3 separate regions of the Mus musculus genome follow, and all the other regions are linked to region 3. Evidence: chromatin contacts called from public HiChIP or PLAC-seq and promoter capture Hi-C data. All regions are on one chromosome and are shown on one strand. The core of a region is the stretch at or near the end of the contact, and the rest is flanking DNA. Distances in the headings are between cores, read along the strand shown.

Region 1 (2,700 bases), core at 11-2,510, 670 kb after region 3:
AACAGTACAGAGTGTACATTTGTGCCCTGCACACAAATGGAAACCTGCGGGAAGGAACGAATCAATGTATTTCTCAGTTTGTCCTGTCTATTGTTCTTATTAAGAGCTATAAATATTAGGTGGGGCTACAGAACTGATGTATAAGAAAAGAAAGGTCCATAGGATAGCTGTTGTCTTTCTTCTTATCTTCACGCTTGCCTGACTACCCATACTCAAATCCATACCAGTGAGGGCAGGATAGAAACAGGGAAACAGCGGGGCTTCTGATGCCTTGGAGACTTCAAAGGATTCCAACAAGGTCTTTCTTAGAGTCTGGGCCAGGTGGGGGAAACATGGAGAGTTGGGGAGTACATTGGAGAGGATGAGGCAGCTCCTCAAAGTTCACCAGGAAAGCTGTGGCTTGGCAGAGGTAACAAGTGTGCAGAGGGAAGGTGGTGGGAAAAGATGAAGGCTCTGGCCAAGAGAAGGCCAGCCTTCCTGTTGGTTGAGACTCAGGCTACCAAGAACTGGCCACACAAATGTTCTAACCTGATCCATCCTTGCCTGGCTGTGTGTTTCCACAGAAGGGATAGAAGTCGGAAGCACTTCAAGGTTCTTGAATGAATAGGGGCTAAGAAGAAGTAAATTACCATTCTTATTACACGGAACTTGCTCTAGACAGAAACAGACAGTGCAATGCATAATTTCTTTAAAAAAAAAAAAAAGCTTGCTGTCACATTAGAAGCCAACTGGCTCTTAGGTCCTCTTAGGTAATTTGGCAGCTGTAGCACAGTGAATGTTGAGGAAGGTGAGTGTTTTTCCACTCTTCCAGAAGGTTGGAAGCAGAAACAGCAACACATTTTTTTTCATCAGTCTTTCCATCCTGTCCATCAAATTATGCTCTCAATTCAATGCTATACAAAAACATCCTGAGGACAGTGGAGACAGAGAACAGCATGAGCATCTGCAAGGCGAGCATCCTGAAAGGGCTGAAAGGAGGCGTGTGCAGGGTCCACGTGAATGCGTAGTCATCACAAAACGTAGCACATTAAAAAAGACTCAAAATAAACACCAGCCCATGAACTTCCTCCGTGCCTTCATTTTTACTGGCCCAAAGGGAATTTGTGTTTTAACTGCAAGATGTGCTGTCATAGCAGCTTTAGCAGAGCTGAGAGTGCCAGGAAAAGGAGGAGTTAGCTGGACGCCCTGTGCTCTGTGACAAACCAGGACATTCCGCAAGCAGTTAAAACTTATACAATAGCCACCGTCCATCAAACAGGCCAGCTATTCATGCCATCCGTTAGCACAAGGCAAGCAAGATCTGCTATTATTTGCCAGGGTTTCGGACCAAGGGCATAGCTAGAGGAAGTAGTGGCGTCTAGCCACAGACTTAGCCACAGCAAAAAGATTGGCTAATAATAGTTATGTTTATACCAGGGAGAATTGAAGCCACAGCAGAAGGGGGAAACTAGAGACATTACATTTTAGTGGAGCTAATTTTGGAAGAATGGAGCAAATGCCGGGGAAGTGAAGCAGGATAAAGCTATTGAGGAGAGAGCTGCGGAGGAAATAGAATGTGTTCAAAGGTAAATTGATGCATGGCCAGCAGCATACAAGCTACTCGGTCATAAATATCCCAGCAGAGGGAGAGAGAGCCGAGACAGATTATAAAGGGAAATCAATGGTTGGAGAAACAGAGGCATTGTAGAACACAAATTTGTGGGAGGATAGGAAAACCAGGACTGACAAGATGCTCTTTCGAGCATTGACGAATGAAAATAGAAATGCGGAAAGACAATTCCTTTGCTGAACAAATAGCTCTGTTTACACTTCCCTCCCGGTGGGGCCTGTCAGTCTGTAAATAGTCCTCACTGTGCTTCTGTGTCTGATGTCCACCTCAGTTCTCTGGATTTGCCTCAGGTTTTCTCCTGTGAGCTCTTGACGGAAGGTAGGATACTGCTTTAGCTTTAGAAGGTAAGATGGAGGGGAAGGGAGACCCACTTCAGAAAGTTACTGAAGATGTAGGTAGTGGCTACCTTGCCTGTTTTCATGCCCTCCTCGTGGGAACAAGAAACAGGAGTGGGGATTCCCAAGTTGTCAGTGACTTAAGTCCTTCTTACACACAACGGCGGGCGGGCCACGGATCTTATTAGTCGGCTTTCTGTTGTTCTAACAAAATACCTGAGATAATCAACTTTAAAAGAAGGAAAGGTTTGTTGGGGCTCTTGGTTTCCGAGTCTCCAGTTCAAGCTTACAGGGTGCATTATGGCAGAAGCGTGGAGAGAAGAGGTCTGTTTGCCTCCTGATGGCAGGAAGAAGGAAAGATGGAGGAGAAAGGGCCAGGATCCCATTATCCCCTCCAAGGGAACACGTGCAAAGTAACTAGGTTGTAGTAACCAGGGCAAATACCCTGGGTTGGGGCTTAAGGTTTCAACACAAACTTTAGGAGGACATTTGGGGTCATTGGACCCACACACTGATGGAAGGACAAGTGGGTCTGTTTGTCTGTCTTGCTGAGCCCTCAGTCACCCCTCTTGAGTAAGCAAGCTGAAGGCCAGGCCTCCTCCTGTGACTGTACACAAGGAGAAAAGGCACAAGCAGCCAACAGCATTAAGACCTGACTCCCCAGTAAGCGAGGCAAAGGGAAAACTAAAACTGGGAATTGGGAAAAGGAGAGTTGACAGCCCAGGGCCAAAGCACTGGTGAATGGCTCTAGGTAGC
Region 2 (2,700 bases), core at 109-2,608, 910 kb after region 3:
TTGGCTGGGGTTGACAGCTAAGGTGCCCTGGAAAGTAACTGGGGTATGTCTGTGGGGCTCTATCGGTTAATACACTGACCTGTTTAAAAGGAAATAAAAGATGTAGCTCAGGGGCAACTAGTGTTGGGACTACACTGGCCTCTCGGAGCAAAACCCGCTTGTGCAGTGAGGGCAGAGAGTGAAATGTTCTGCTTACATTAAATACTTTCATCGGGGGCCTGGGGATGTAGCTCAGTCGGCAGAGTGCTTGCCTGGCAGGAAGGAAGCCCTGTGCTCCTTCCCAAAGCTTCCCATAAACCCAGAGAAGGGGCACATGCCCGCAGTCCCAGCATTCAGGACTCTGAGACAGAAGAATCAGAAGTTCAAATTCAAAGTAATCTTTATGATACACCGGAAGTTCAAGGACAGCCTGGGATACACAATACCCTGTCTCAAAATAAGGGGGAGGGGTATTTTAATCTAAACCTTAAATATGATGGGCTGATTTCAAAGCGTCATTAATTTAAAGCCCTATTGAGCATAAGAACTGCCAACGAGCTGGCTTAAATTAATAAACATATACTACGTTTAGTGTATTCTATCTATGCTTCCAGAATTGCTGGTAGAAATCCATCGTTATGTAACAGCCCCCACCCTTTTAAAAGAAATCATACTTTTTACAATTATATCCGGATAAATAAATGAGGTCAATTCACTAACCGTTCTGCAATTCAAATAGAAGGAAATAGATTCTTTGCTTAGTGGGGAAAAAAAAAGGCGGAGGTGGGAGCGACTTGTGTTGAGACAGACATTGTACCCATCTTCCTGAATAACTAAGTTAGGCAGGAAGCACAAATTTGATGATCGTGGGAGGTACAGTACTAATTCATGGTCCTCTGCAGTAGTCAGCAGGGCCAGATGAATACAGACACCCTTTGCTAGCTGTGAGCCATTAAAGCCAAAGTTTTTCTCAAGCATTCCCAAATGCTAGGGGCTATTATTATTATTCACCCCACCACATAACATCCCTGGGGCTCTTCCTCTTGGTTACCCACAGCACCAGCTTTTGGGGGCTAAGAAAACTTGAGAGTTCTTCTCACGGTTCAGACGCTAGAGACAGATCTCCTTGGTCCCAGGTGTTTGGGAGGGGACTGGCCTCTGTACAAACCACCCCAGGCCCCGGGGGACTCTCAAGTCAACTGGTCGTGCCAGCGAGGCCTAGCAAGAAGCTAGCGTGGTCTGCTTCGGAGCGTCAATCAGCTCACTCTGGGTCCCTGCGGGAATCGCCAGGGGTCTTTGCGACTTTGACCAGTAGGAGCAGGCAACAACAGAGCCAGGCCGCCTCCAGCCGTTTCCAACTCTGCCCCAGCAACAGCGCCAGAGCCCCAGCCAGGCGACCCAGCGCCCGCGCGCGGGGAGAGAAGCAGCTGTTCCCAACAGCTGGGGGGCGGCGGCGCCGGGCGCCCCAGGTGCTGTCCCGGCCAATCGCAGGCGTCCGGCCCGCCCCCTCCCCAGCCGGGCGTCGACCCCCAGGGCCGCTGGGGAAAAAGGAATAGAGGGTTGGAGAGCGGTCCTCCGTCCGCACTGGTGTGGCAGCTACTAAGCAGAAGGGACGGTTCCCAGACCGAGCCGGGCCCAGCACCGCGCCCCCAGCTGCCACCTCCGCGCCCCCGGGACACGGTAGCCTCTGAGCCAACCCCCATCCCACTAAGCCACTCGATTTTTTGAGAAAGAACCATCTACCTCTTCTGGACTTGGAGACCACCACCCTCTCTGCATTTAAGAAAAAAAATATTTTTATTTTATTTTTACTTTCACGCGGCGTGAGTGCAAAAGGCTCCCACAGTCCGCGGCTACGGAGCTGGTTACCCGGACGATCCGGAAGGTCTGGACAGTGACCGGACGCGGGGACTGGAGCAGAGCGCCTGGGCGAGTGTCGGGGACAGTGGGCCACTTGGGAAGCCGCGCGCCCAGCGCCCACGCCGCCCCCTCGCCCCCGCGCGCGCCCTCGGCCCCCGGCGGCCGCCGCGCGCTGCGGGAGACGCGGAGCCCGAGGACCAGGCGCAGCCGCAGCCGCAGCCGGAGCCCGAGCCGCGGGGCGGGCGCGAAGATGCACACCACCCAGAAGGACACGACGTACACCAAGATCTTCGTGGGAGGGCTGCCCTACCACACCACCGACGCCAGCCTGCGCAAGTACTTTGAGGTCTTCGGAGACATCGAGGAAGCGGTGGTCATCACAGACCGGCAGACCGGCAAGTCCCGGGGCTACGGATTTGTAAGTTACGTGGAAGAAGGACTCAGGGTGGGTGGGGAGCAACTAAGAGAGGTCCTGGCCAAAGCGATCAGGCCAGCAGGGAGCAAGTGGCCCCAGGCCCTGGGGAGGCAGAGATTAGGATAAGGGGCACAGTGGGACCTCGCGGGACGCCCGTTCACTCGGAGCTAAGCTGAAACTTTAAGTGCGATGGGGCTTGGAGAAACGAAGGGCCGTGGCTGCCTCGTGGGGTACAGAGAGGACCTGAGGCCATGCTCTTTCGGTGGCCCCGAGAGCCTGGGAAGGAGAGATGGGAGATGTGGAGAGTTGGGAGGGAGGAAGCAGAGCCCCTCACTGTGGATTCCCAGGTTGGAGGCTGGTTGTTAAGTGAGCTGGTGCTTTGTTTAAAAAAGAAAAAAAAAAAAAAACAGTGTGTGTGTGTGTGTGTGTGTGTGTGTGTGTGTGTG
Region 3 (2,700 bases), core at 87-2,586:
AAAGAAAGCTCCAGGATGGTGAGTTTTCATTAGTTCTGGAGAAGGTTTTTGTCTTAGTCACCGTTCTGTGGCTGTGAAGGACCAACCAAAGCAGCTCTTATAAAAGAAAGTATTTCTTTGGAGCTCGATTACAGTTTTGGAGGCTTAGTCCATTACCATTATGCCAGACAGCATGCCAAGCAGATGGAATGACCCTGGGCCTCAAAGCCCACCCCCCACCCCCCAGTGACATACTTCCTCCAACAAGGCCACACCTCCTAATCCTTCTAATCTCTTCAAAAAGGTTCACTGTTCACAGGTTGATTACTAAGCATTCAAATATGGGAGCCCATAGGGGCCATTCCTGCTCAAACCACCACACTTTTTATTGTAGATAAGAAAGAAAGAACAGCCAGAGGCACCTGGAGGAGTCCAGAGCAGAGAGGAAAAGAAGACTGGTTGTGGATAGGCTTTTTGTGGGGAGGATAGAGAAAATAATGGGGGGGGAGAAGAATAGCAAAAATGATGAGAGACTCCTACCCTCTACAAGGAGGAGGTGGGAGAGCAGGTCAGCTGGAACAGCCTTGGAACTAGCATAGTGGAGGGTGAGTTGGGGAGGTGAGAACAAGAAGGCTCTCTATCACAGGGGCCTTGACATTTCTTACAAATGTGTGTTACCAGAGGAGCCTGGAGGTTGACTTTGGTCTGTGATATGTAATCATGGGTATATGCCAAAGAAGGTGGCCCTTTCTCACGTATTCCGAAAGAATCCTGCATGTGAGCTCTGATCTCCAGCAATCTTTTTGTCTACCTTGCCAGCATTCAGCAGGAGCTAAGCATTTGACTATCATTTTGGACCAAGTCAGTGAGCTCTCTGCTTCTCCCTCCTTAGAGGGGGTTTGGGAATTCACTTTGGAACACATATGAAGGCCATACTCTACAGCCAGGCTTAGTGGCTCATGTCTTTGGCAGAGGCAGGCAGATCTCTTGTGAGTTTGAGGCAGGCCTGGTCTACATAGTGAGTTCCAAGACAGCAAGAGCTACATAGTGAAACCCGGTCCTAAACAAAACGGAACAAAACAAAACGTACTCTCTGGTCTCCTAACCTTCTCCTTTGGTCACCCCTATGAGTACGATCAGGGTATACCCCGGGGAATGGGAGACTTTGTGCAAGTCTAATCCGCACCCATTTCGCAGCTCAGCCCAGGTCAGAGCTCTCTAGGGTGCTGCATGGCAGAATCCAGGCTCACTGCTAGACTCAAGCAGAAGGAGGGGGCGCTTAGGCAGAGAGAACTGGGCCCGGGGCGGGGCTCAGCTCAGAGACCCGGGATGTGGGCGGGACCTGGAAGCCGGGGGCGGGGCGCTCCCTTGGGGCGCCTGGCGTTGGGGAACGGAGCTGGGGGCTCCGGGTGCGCGGGCATAAGAACAAGGCGTGCGCACCGGGTTCGCGGAGCACCAGTCTGCGCACAGCCACCCGGGCGCCACTGTACGCACGCGCCCCGCAGCTCCCGGCTGACGCCGGCCTTCGCACCGCCTCCGCCGCAGGAAGCTACCGCGCACCGCTAGCACCATGCCCCGCATAGACGCGGACCTTAAACTCGACTTCAAGGATGTTCTGCTGCGACCTAAGCGGAGCAGCCTCAAGAGCCGATCCGAGGTGGGGCCGCTGGCATACCGCCTTCGGGTTGGCAAGGGGGAAGTGGGTGCAAAGGGAGGCACAGGGTGCCTTAATTGTGCCCGAGGCAGGGGCGTCACACCCTTTCCCCCACCTGAGAAAGGGGGAAGGCCAGTCGGTTTTCTCTTACACCTGGATTGTCTCTAGTTAGGGCCAGTGACAAGGGGGTGCTAGTTCGGGCCTGGAATTATAAATGCGTCTGCCTACCGGTGGTGGGCTTGGGGAAGTTCACACTGACACAGAGGAGCTAAGATCAACCAACCGAATGTCCAGTGACTTTAAAAGGAATGGTCTCAGGAGAGGCGCTCCGGGGAGGAGAGGAAACAGTGGGGCTAGGATGAAAGGAAGGGAAATACAACTGCAGATTCAAGCTTGGAATTTGGAACAGTGTTTCCTGGCGCTGGGACCTGCCTCTGCTGATTTAGCATCAGGTCCTGTGTCTGCGAACCGGGCGGAAAAGCCGGGCGCTCCCGGCAGGCACTTCTTTTCTTTTCTCTTTTCTTTTCTTTCTTTCTTTCTTTCTTTTTTTTTTTCTTGAGTTTAAATGGTCTTGCAGGAGCTGAGCTGGGGACCTGCTTTTTGGTGGCACTCTGCGGTACTGGACAGCTTGCAGTTCCAGCCCAGAGTAATGCAAGCGGACAGCGCTGGGGTGAGGGTCATTTGGGCCATTTGGAAGTTAGTTGTACCATGATAAGATGAGCGCCTGGGAACAGGTGGAGACGGGAGACGGCCGAGGTCAGACCTTGAAGGATAAATAGTTTTCTAGAAAGGCGGAGCTCGCTGGTGGAGTTGTTCCTGAACCGTGGCTTGGCTCTGTTGGGGGGAGTTCAGGAGGAAGAGCCTGAAAGGACAGGGGCGGGGGTTGGGGGAAGCTAAGCCTGCCTGCCCGCCCCATCCCTTTTGCTCAACAAACAAGACCATAAATAAATCCCCTCAGCAAACAACTCGCTCCGGTGCCCAGGCCCGACTGCAGTGCCTGCAGCTGCCAGCTGAGGGTTGGTATGAATTAGGACTGCCTTCTGGGCTAGCCAATGAGAGAGTAGAAC

What was found. Promoter capture Hi-C pulls out the DNA fragments that hold promoters and counts their contacts. HiChIP or PLAC-seq counts read pairs in DNA pulled down with a chosen protein or histone mark.
Region 1: an H3K4me3 HiChIP or PLAC-seq map of bone marrow-derived macrophages shows a contact between it and region 3, with 4 times the contacts expected there. The contact joins the enhancer-like site here to the promoter of Gmpr in region 3. A contact is called at or near these places in 3 of 39 promoter capture datasets (the 3T3-L1 cell line, hippocampal neurons and liver), 2 of 115 datasets of contacts at active chromatin or transcription factors (bone marrow-derived macrophages and embryonic basal ganglia) and 2 of 9 other capture datasets (adipose tissue and liver).
Region 2: a promoter capture Hi-C map of second pharyngeal arch cranial neural crest shows a contact between it and region 3. The contact joins the promoter of Rbm24 here to the promoter of Gmpr in region 3. A contact is called at or near these places in 3 of 39 promoter capture datasets (cranial neural crest, liver and second pharyngeal arch cranial neural crest), 1 of 484 Hi-C or Micro-C datasets (embryonic stem cells) and 1 of 115 datasets of contacts at active chromatin or transcription factors (forebrain).

The regions. Positions count from the first base shown.
Region 1 is chr13:46,179,726-46,182,425 of GRCm38.p6, forward strand. No RefSeq gene overlaps it. Among named protein-coding and RNA genes, the nearest start is that of Stmnd1, 93 kb to the right of the region's middle. Within about 2 kb of position 1,261, at least 78 of the 459 cell types and tissues checked have an H3K27ac peak or open chromatin away from gene starts, as enhancers often do. A contact at or near this core is called in adipose tissue, bone marrow-derived macrophages and hippocampal neurons, where this site is marked.
Region 2 is chr13:46,416,942-46,419,641 of GRCm38.p6, forward strand. It overlaps Rbm24 (RNA binding motif protein 24), which reads left to right and starts at 1,359. Exons shown (of 4, transcript NM_001081425.1): 1 at 1,359-2,257. The coding sequence starts at 2,090.
Region 3 is chr13:45,506,108-45,508,807 of GRCm38.p6, forward strand. It overlaps Gmpr (guanosine monophosphate reductase), which reads left to right and starts at 1,337. Exons shown (of 9, transcript NM_025508.5): 1 at 1,337-1,636. The coding sequence starts at 1,550.